Linked DNA regions of Sus scrofa: region 2 is linked to region 1. The links are chromatin contacts, called in public HiChIP or PLAC-seq maps. All regions are on one chromosome and are shown on one strand. Each heading gives the region's core, a stretch centred on a gene start, on an enhancer-like site or on the middle of the called end of the contact. The rest is flanking DNA. Distances are from core to core; before and after follow the strand shown.

What was found. HiChIP or PLAC-seq counts read pairs in DNA pulled down with a chosen protein or histone mark.
Region 2: a contact with region 1 is called in an H3K27ac HiChIP or PLAC-seq map of alveolar macrophages. The contact joins two enhancer-like sites. A contact is called at or near these places in 1 of 47 Hi-C or Micro-C datasets (skeletal muscle) and 2 of 2 datasets of contacts at active chromatin or transcription factors (alveolar macrophages and skeletal muscle).

Annotation. Positions count from the first base shown.
Region 1 is chr6:15,828,447-15,833,664 of Sscrofa11.1, forward strand. The region is part of intron 3 of ZFHX3 (zinc finger homeobox protein 3); the gene reads right to left. Among named protein-coding and RNA genes, the nearest start is that of ZFHX3, 110 kb to the right of the region's middle. Within about 2 kb of position 2,470, at least 13 of the 83 cell types and tissues checked have an H3K27ac peak or open chromatin away from gene starts, as enhancers often do. A contact at or near this core is called in alveolar macrophages, where this site is marked.
Region 2 is chr6:15,961,931-15,967,148 of Sscrofa11.1, forward strand. No RefSeq gene overlaps it. Among named protein-coding and RNA genes, the nearest start is that of ZFHX3, 23 kb to the left of the region's middle. Within about 2 kb of position 2,146, at least 47 of the 83 cell types and tissues checked have an H3K27ac peak or open chromatin away from gene starts, as enhancers often do. A contact at or near this core is called in alveolar macrophages, where this site is marked.

The sequences.
Region 1 (5,218 bases), core at 1,220-3,719:
TGTCTCGGGGCGGAGTAAGCAGCCCCCAACCACAGCGGCAACGTCAAGGACCCGACCCGCACTTCCAGGTTGTGCTGAAACACAGCCCACGGCTGGACCCTCTCACTCTATTCCTGTGTTTTTCCACTCCCTTATATGACACCTTGAGGTGCCTGGATTTCTGAAGAATGAAGATGGAGGAAGAACGAAGGGAGGAGCAAAAAGCAAATTCATCTGCGACTCCGCAGTCCCCCAGAATCCTGCTCACTTCTGGAGCCCGAGAACCCAGCTGTCACCGAGCGACCCGGTCCTCCCCAGACCAGTTTTCTACGGGGCGGGGAGGGGCCTGGCCACGCAGGAATCGTAGGTTTCACACCCTCCGGAAGACCTGAGGGAAACGAAAAGAGGCAAAGGCTCCTACTCCCCTCCCCCAACAAGCTACGAACACACGTCAGGTTATTGAAAACGGCCCTAAATTTACGTCGGAAAACATGTTTCCACCAGGTGACTGCGATACCGAGGAAAGAGGTAACCCCGACCTATGCACCTGTTGCAAACAACACTCCATGGCCTTTTGACAAAACACAGAGTTCATTTTAAATCCTGGACGTCACTGTTGTTGTTTTTCTGATTGGGGGGCAGGAGGACACATCAATTGGAACTTTTTTTGTACTTAGCCAAGAGTAATGTTCTTATGGGCCATGATGATTATACTGTCTGGTCATTGTATTTCTCATACACTCTCACAGCTAAACTCTAACTAGACGTGGGAGGGGGACCACATATAATTTCTTACGGTCTCCTACTAAACAGCGCCCCAAAGGAAGGCGACTTCTGTGTCTCTCTCACACTCCTCACTCTTGCCCTCTCTCTCACTTCATCCCACCCTCTTACTCACTTCCTTCCCCAAGTAAGAAAAGCCAGATAAATCCACAGAGGAGGCAAAAGATAGGCTCGCCACAGCAACTCTGCTTTCCAAACCACTTGTCCGTATTACAACTTTTAAAAAATGAATTGAAGGAGTTCCCATCCATCGTGGCTCAGTGGAAACGAATCCGACTAGGAACCATGAGGTTGCAGGTTTGATCCCTGGCCTTGCTCAGTGGGTTAAGGATCCCGCATTGCCATGAGCTGTGGTGTAGGTCGCAGACACGGCTAAGATCCTACGTTGCTGTGGCTCCGGTGCAGGCCGGCGGCTGCAGCTCCAATTCGACCCCTAGCCTGGGAACCTCCATATGCTGCGGGTGCGGCCCTAGAAAATACAGGAAAAAAAAAAAAAAGAATTGAGATCCAGAACCCATCGCAAACTATTTCAGGCACTGGCGGAAGTTACCGGAGCAATCCATGAGCTGCAAGTGTCTGTGATCAACAGGAATTTGGTCCCTTCTTCCTTTTCAGATTATGCGTAGCTCTAATTGCTTTAATATGGGCATTATTCACACATGAAACTGGAATTACTCAGCACGTGGGAAATAGGTCCCGACCACCCATGGCCATTAAAGATCCCATGACATTTTTGTAAGTCAGCCAAACTGCAACACGAACAGCAGGCCCAGCGGTTGTTGGGTTCAGAGGAGGAGCGATTTCACGCCCCGGCTGCACCAAGCAGAAACCAGGCTTCCTACCTCGTCCATCCCTAGGGTCTACCGATGATGTCCTCCCCGCCCGCCTCCTCCGGGCACAGCACATCCAACCTCGAAATGGCTAATGCCAACTTTGCTGAGCACTGACCTTCTACACCCAGAGCACCGCCAAGACGTCGGACCCATCGGGGTTTTTAAAGGAAGGTCTCAAATTAAGGAGAGATCAGAAGCTAGAAAATAGGGTGTGTAGCACAGTGGACTGGAGCAGAGTCCTAAGCACAGGGGTTCTGGATTGTTCTCACTGGAAAATTGCCTCTTAAAATCTATCTCAACAGGTCCTCCCTTAGTTTCACTTTTAGAACCTGAACATCCAGAATCTTCGATTCCTCTTTCCTTTCTACATCTTAATAATCCTTACACCATACCTTTTTTTTTTCTCCCCAACTTCTCAATCCCCATCAATCATTTCTTTAAGAAGCCTTCTGGAATCATTTCCCCACCGGAGCAGTGGCTCCCTTCCCAGGGCAACACCTGCTCCAGGTAATGGTCCCTTGCCCTCCCGTTTGTTCTGTTACCTAGAACAAGTCAGTTCTCCAGGCACTGGTGATGCAGGAGGTGACATGCTTCATGGAATTTGGAACAAAGCTGCATGGGGACTTTGGGCAAACGCTCAGCCATCAATACATCCAAGGAAAATACTCTGTGACTTGATCCTAAAGGCTGTGGTGGCCTTCCTGCTGCCCAGAAGGCGAGCAGCATGGCACTGGGGCTCCCGGCAGGGCCCCCCGCACCGCTGGGGTGGTTGTGCAAGGCTTTCCACACCAGGCACGCTTCCAGCACTGTGTGCTCAGCAGCACGCTCTCCCCCACCAAAAACCCTGGGGCCTCCGGCGTGTACACTAACCACAAGCCTTTCAGTGGCTCATGTATTTACAAACTGAGGCATGTCGAAATCAAAGGGGATACCACATGACATAATTCGCATTAAAATGTCAACAGGCTGACAATTTATAGAGTCAATCCATGGAAGGTGGGGAGGACTAAGTCTTAGTAATTGTTTAATTCCTGCTGAAACCCACGGCCGCTGTGCCTTCGGGAAGCCGGGATGTGCTGGGGGCCTCCAGCTGCGCGCCGCCCCAAGTGGCTGGCACGATGCCAAAGCCAGGGGACAGGTTTAACCATTCAGGGAACCCCAGAGAGAGAGAGAGAGGAGGAAAGGAAAGGGCTTTGGTGAAACATGGCAGAAGTGGGCATGGGGGCACGAGAGCCTGTCCTGGCACAGAGGGGCTCAGGGTGGTTCTGAACAGGGCAAGGTCCCCTTTGCTGGGCCCCTGGCACTCCTTCTACTTCCCACGTGTCCGGAAGCTGGCGATTTGAATATACGCAAAAGGCCCACCAGCCCTGGCTTCTGGCCCGGAGGCAGCAGCCTGCTCACTGAGGATCTCCAAGAAGGGGCAGGGGTGGGGACGGGGGTGGGGGTGTGCCTGCACCTCCATCAGGCCGGCCTCCTACCTCCGGGGCCCACATCCCCAAGGAGCGACAGCAGCGTCATGACCCAAACCAGACTCCTGCTCAAAGAAAATCACCCCTGGAAGTTTCTTCCACCTCTTCTGCTGCCCTTACCACAGTGCTGTTCTGACCTGAAATACAAACTCTGAGGGTCTGACTCAGACTCTCCATAGTCCCCGCACACAGGTATGTTCCCCCTGGACTCCTGAGGACGGTTTTACATGCGTTACTTCAAAGGAACAGACTGTCACTTGGGGAGGGGCCCACCTAGGGGTGTGAGGCCGGTGGATGGAACTTGAGAGTTTAGCAAAGCTTTTCAGAGGGGGGAAGAGGGGTGCCGGTCAACACTCCTGACGGCACCCCAAGACCTGAGCCATGTTACGACTTGTGATCATGACAAGTGCCAGACAACACCAAGGAGGGAGAAGGGGTATGAAGACGACTAGCTGGCGAAGCTGACAGGGAGTCGTCATTATCTGCATTCGCCACAAACAACCGGGCTCCGGAAAGGTGGCTTTGCTCTGCGGGACCCGTCCCCCGGGGACGCCTGGGGCCACGTGAGCTGTGGCGGGGCTCTCGGCACCAGCTCACTCTCTGTGTATCAACAGTGACACCTCGTTCTCTCTTCTACCTCATTAACTGAAACACATTAAAACAAGTGTGCACTGGGAGCAGAAAATGAGACTGTTAAACCAAGCTGATATAATCCTCATCAGCTGTGGGAAATGAGACGGCATCAATTATGCTGAATCAACCACAGTCACGGAGAGGCGCTGGGCTCCGAGACCCCCAACATGAAAAGGGGGACAGAGGGCAAGAAACCTTCACTGAAAAAAAATCATACATGCATATATACTCTAGCATACTTCCCACGTCATCCCTTGCAAACAGAGCTTCCTGCCCACTCTAAACCATGCCCAGGGAGAGGTGGTATCTGATCAAGTGCTCCTTTAAGATGCTTCTTGAACACCTTCCTCAAACTATCTAGAATTGGGGGGGGGACATTTTTTTTTAAAGGGGGGGGTAAGGAATCCTTTATGATCTACTCTTAAAGACAGGCTTTGTAGGTCCAAAGCATCTGGAAGCCAGTGAAAGTCCCAATGCCCAAAATGACCAGGGCACAGGCTGCACATGAAATAGGAAGAACATTTCAAAACTGAAAAGGCGGGGAAGATGACGGGAACCAAGATCTCCAGCAACCAAACGAAAACTGGCGTTTGCCTCCACCTGCCATTGCCCACTGTGAATAATGGCTCAGAAGTGATACCATCTAGAAATACCCATAAAACCCACTAGGGAAGAAAACAAAGATAATGTCCGTAGGCTTCCAAAATAAGGAAGGTGATGATGATCCAGAAGATAAATGACAGAATTGTTACCTACATCCGAGAGCTCGAGAAATGCAAAAGACTCGCAGGCGATGGTTGTAAAATGTAAAATTTTACCCAAGGACTAATATAATGGAGGGGCACAGTAAGGCCCCACATCCTGCGTGTGAGAATATCATATTTGGAAGTAAGAGCCACCACATGTGAAGCGAGTGTTGCTATGCAAAACTTCCTTTTGCCTTTCCTCATTTGTGTTCGAATTTGCAACCTTAGCATGTTACTGCCATTGATTTGCATTTCATCTCATAGGTGTTTCCAAACAGCAGCTGCGGACACATTCCTTACCTGCCTCTTAAGACACCAGCATGAGACTTTCGTTGCCCAAACTCAATCCTCCTAGGAGTCATGAAATTCACCATTCAAATGACAAAGAGCTGCTCTGTTTCTCAAGTATACCTTCCAGATCTGCTCACGCTGATCTCATCATCAGGCAGGCAATGAACTCGGTGAGATTTTTTTTCTTTTCTGTTGCACATACTTTGCACATCATTTCAGATGTTAAAGATTGTTTCACATTAAGTCTTGCCTCTTTCAAATCAAGGAGGGAGGCCACTCCTCCCACTTACTAACTCAGAGCTGTAATCAGAGACCCCCAGATTTAGCCATTTAGTTCATTAAACCAAAAAACAAAACAAAAAAACCCCCCACAGCTTTCAAAAGAGGTGGGGTAGGGAGAAAACAGCCACAACGTGAGTAGCCGATTAACTTCCAATGCACAGATAAGGCAAGAGGAGGGATGCACAGTTTAAAAAAAAAAAAG
Region 2 (5,218 bases), core at 896-3,395, 130 kb after region 1:
GTTGGGTGGGGTGAAATCGGGGAGGGTCTGTATAGCTGCAGGCCTGCAGCTCCCTCAGAACAAGAACACCTGCTCTGTGGATATGAGATTTGCCCTGGGAGGGTCTTCCCCAACCTCTGGCTACCAGCCACTGAAACACTGCTTCTAGGGGCTCTGCAGCCAGGGGACGTGGTAGGCAGAGCTGGTGAAAGCTGATGTCTCCTAGCTATGTTTAGCCGGGTTGACCTGGGCTGAAACTGCACAAGTGTGAGTGTGTGCAACTGGGCAGGGCCGGCCAGGCCCCTGCCGAGGGGCTGCTGAAAGCCTTGTTAAGGAAGTACTCCTGAGCAGGCAATCCAGTTACATAATGCTGCAAAAATAACCCTGGGCTGGGAGTCTTGTCCGAGTGACGTATTTTGTTAACGGAGAGGGGTATCAAATATCTATCTTTCAACCCAAGAGCTGAAAGTACACTTGTGACACGGAGGGGACCTCCCCTCCCCCCAAGGAAAGGGGGATGTTGAAGGCAGGCACAGATGAGGGAGAAGCAGCAAGGATGCACATTTTTCTCTCTCTTTTTCCAGGTGCAACTAAAGCCATCTGTTCACCTTAGCTATATTCTGCCGACTCCCAAGTTCGGGGACACCGTCACAGACACTCCAGTTCCCCTTGCAGTGCTCCCTGCTCTGCAAGCATCAGGGAAGGCTGAGGGAAAGGAATGAAATGAGAGCAAGGAGAAAGGAGGAGAAAAAGAGTGAGAGGACTTTGTTTTGTTTGTTGGTGGGCCACGGTGGGGACAAGTTATCTTCTTATTTCTATTCCCACTAGACTAGGCCTCCCGATACTGTGACCAACTGGTCCCACTTTGCCCAAGATGGTCCTATATTTAAAACTGACCCCAGGAATGCCCTCCATCCTAGAAAACTGATTGAGGAGAGCTGGTCACTCTCCTTCCCACAGGCTTTGGCCAAATTCCCACGAGGACAGAGAAAATTATGACCAAAATAAGGTAGTTCCTTTCAATTCAAAATTATTCAAAGAATGACCTCACTAAGCTATTCCATCAGAGATGCAAAGGTCCTGTTTCCAGGAATTTGTTTTTTTGTCTTTTCTGGGGCTGCACCCGAGGCGTATGGAGGTTCCCAGGCTAGCGGTCTAATTGGAGCTGTAGCCCACCAGCCTAGGCCACAGCCACAGCCACACCAGATCCGAGCCACGTCTGCGACCTACACCACAGCTCATGGCAACGCCGGATCCTGCACCCCCTGAGCAAGGCCAGGATCGAACCCGCAACCTCTTGGGGAATTCATCCAGGAATTTGAAAAAAAGAGCCATACACCTCTCCTCACCCCTGCCATGTTGGATTCTAGAGCTTTCCAGGTGGAAAATTTACCTGTCCCATCCACTCTGCTTTTCAGATAAAGTTTCCAGACATCTAAGATGCCCTGCCCTGTTTTGCTTGGGAGCTGTTTTACATCATTTTGGAAAAAAAAAAAAAAAAACCTAAAAAACAAAAAACTCTATTTGAAGTCACAGTAACTTGCTTTTTCTTTTTTTTTTTTCCACCTAATCTCTTCCATGGGGTCTCAATTCCTCCTGTGGCACCACAGTCACATACCGAGCTGTATCAAACGCCCTTAAAATAGTCACCTTGAGTCTGTTAGCATTTTCTTTTTCCTAATCTTGATAATCACAGCATCTGATCCTTCCGTTCTAAACTGCAGCCTTCCAATCCACCCTTAATCTAGACCTATCTGACCCTCTTCCAAAGGAGACAGACGAGGATCAGCATCACCCCGAGCTCCCCCGCCCCACAGCATCTGAGCTTGAATTTCCATTCATCCCAACCTCCATGCTTTTTTAAAAAATCAAAATGTCTCTGAACTCCTTGAGCTAATTTTAAAAGCAAGTAGCTTTCCCTCCCTGAGTCATATTCTTGGGGCTCGTAAAAATGTAGTTCCACTCGGAGACCACCTTGTCACAAACGTGCAAAAAAAAAAAACAAAACAAAAAAAACAACCCTCTGTTTCGGACGCCGCAGAGAGGAAAGGGTGAAACGGCAGCGCCTCCCGCCCTCCCCCCCCCCCCCCCAGCAGGCTCGGCCTTTATGGAGTCTATTTCCAGTCTGTTTACCTGGCAGGGACCACGTGACCAATCCAGAAGGAAATGCTGACATCATTGTCTCTCTCACATGTGCGGCCTCCCCCCCTCGTCCCTCCGTCCCTCCCAGCGCCGCGCCGCCGCCGCATTCCGGCATCCATCCCTCTCTCGCCACCGGCCTCCTCCCCCACCACTCGCGCCTTCTCCCACTTATTTCTCTGTCTTTCTCCTGGCACACTTTCCTTTGTTTTCTCTTTCCTTGCAGGCTCTCTCCTAGACCGTCCTGGACGGACACACACACACACGTGCGCGCGCGCGCACACACGCGCACACACACACACACACACTCCTCCATGCCCTTTTCCTTTCCTTCAATAAGCCTTTCTTCCTCTTTTATTCTTTCAGATCTGTGGCCATTGAGTCTTCACTCTGTTTTAAAAATACACTTCCTCTTTCTCTATAGGTTGGAGATTTCTTTAAAAAAAAAAAAAAAAGTCTGGAAGGCTTAGAAAACCTTCCAGATCCAGGGTGGGGGAAGGGCAGAGCAAGGCTGCGCGTCCAGCCCCTCAATTTCCTGCTCCAGTGGGCTTGGAGATGTAGGTGTTGGGGGGTTGGTCAAACAGGCCTTCTTTTTTTCTTTTCCACCTTCCCTCTTCCAGGTTCCCTCTGGCATTTCCACAGACCCCCTTCCCTCCCCGCAGCCAGACCCATATCCTGGCGGCCCTTGGCCTTGTGCAGGGTGGGGGGTGGGGAGCATGTGTCCCTCGGCTCCTCATTTTGCCCAGGGGGCGTAGGAGGCAGCTCAGCATCCTTCCAACCTGGGACCCTGGGAACTGGAAAGACACAGGAGGCAGGGAGGAAGGCATCCAGGCAGGTGCCTCCCACCCTGTTCAAAGGGTTGTTTACTCAAGGAACCTGTGTCAGGGCTCTGGGGTTGCTCCCAGAAAGCTTGCTTGGTGCACGTGGGCACAGAGCTGGAGCACACCATTTAGAGGAACTGTTTAATAAAGACACGGGGGCCTCCAACAGTTTATTTACCCTTACAGAAAGGTGGCCGTAGGGTGCCCCCTGGAAACTGCTTCAAAAGAAGAGCACAAGGGAGTGAGGCCAGAGGGTGAAACAACCAGGGCAGAATCATGGAATGGCTGGCCCGGCCAAGGGTCAGAACACACATGCTCATCTGCCCTTCTGCTCCCACCTCTCACCCCAGGCTGTTCTCTGCTGGGTTCGTACACCTTGTGGGTTGGGATGAGCCAGTGCAGCAGAAGGGGGAATGGGGAGGTCATGCAGAGGTGAGGCCATTCAGGAATCATTCTTTCAGACGTGAACTCATAATCCCCAACACGCATAAAGATGGAGCTCTACCAGGGGGATGTGCGTTCATGGGCATTTTTACCACTGGATTATATGGACAATCAGAAATACAACATCCTGTGGGAGAGGACCCTAGTAAAATTTAGAGAAGGGACTTTCAACACCAAAACAGTCCTTGTCTTCAATGTGCACATGTATTCCTATTTTTTTTTTTCTTTTTCTTTTGGCCATGCCTGAGGAATGCAGAATTTCCTGGGCCAGGGATCGAACCTGTGCCACAGCAGTGACAACATTGGGTCCTTCACCCACTGAGCCACCAGGCATCTCTACACGCCTGTTTCTGGAGGAACATTTCCAGTACTGTGTGTGTTAACATGGCCCTAGTGGCATTGCTGTGGCTGTGGTGCAGGCCGGCAGCTGCAGCTCTGATTTGACCCCTAGCCTGGGCACCTCCATATGCCGCAGGTGCAGCCCTAAAAAGCAAAAGCAAAAAAAAAAAAAAAAAAAAAAAAAAAGTCCTGGCAGCCAGTAAGGAGAAAATTCGGATATTATGAGGTTACCTTCTGGAGCCCTTGTCACAGATCAATGTACAATGCTGGCAGAAGGGTCTGGTTCAGTAGGTCCGGTTACAGATATGTCTCCTCAGGCATGTGAGGATCTAAACCCTCTTTGGACATGCTGGAAATCCAGAACTTTCTATATGTTGTAGAAGTTCTAGTTTTAAACGTCGAAATGTTATAGGCCAAGGACTTGCTGTTTTGATTCGTCAGTGAGGTAGATAGATAGATAGCACTGTTGGTCAATGAATGATTTCTGTGGCTTTTGAAACCAGCATAAAGTGGTGTCGACATCATTCAATGTCATTCTTCTCTTCTCCATGAACATTTATAGAGTCCTTCCTGAATGAGAGGGAGCACAGGTTCCTGGCTGTGCGCTTGAGGTGCCTATGTCATGGAGTCTCTGCTGCAAAATTATCATCAGTTGTCAAAGTGAAGGCCAAGTGGTAGAGAGAAGGGATAGAGGGTGATGGGAATTATGCAGAAAACATAGAAGGGTTCTAGATCTTTCCACCTTGGATAGATCTGGGAAAGGACATCTGGGAAGTCCTTTCCCCATCCTCGAGTCTAGCTCAGGCTCACCACCTCACATGGACCTGCCCCTGCCCCCATGTTGAAGTCCACCTCATCTAGTTGCTCATATTCAGCTGTCTGGGTAGCTATTCTGGATTTGTTTACAACTATCTAGGTGCCCAAACAGCATCAATAAGATCTGTTTGGCAGTACCTGTGATGATGTGAAAATGCATGTGTGTTTATGAATAGATGTGTATTCTTGCTGTGGGTCACCCCACCTGCTTCCCCAAGGACAGGCACCACAAGGAGCTTACACTGTACACATCGCCATAAATGCCCAGTGTGCTTGCTGGTACTCCATGATGTGCCTGTGTGCCATGGGGAAGAGGAAGACGAGGATGATGTTGATGATGACACTGGATTGCCAGTGATTCTAGGATGAAAACCGTTTTGAGCACAGAGATATGCATAACAAAGACAGAATGAATGAACAAAGCTAATGACTTCCACCGAGCGTTTTTTCTGAGATCTGGTTCCTTATTTTTATTTTTTGGTCTTTTTAGGCTCGCACCATGGCATATGGGACTTCCCAGGCTAGGGGTCGAATCAGAGCAACAGCTGCTGGCCTATATACCACAGCCACAGCCACACCCACACTGGATCCGGAACCCACTGAGCGGGGCCAGGGATTGAATGAACCCTTGTCCTCACAGGTATTAGTTGGGTTTGTTCCTGCTGAGCCACCACAGGAAC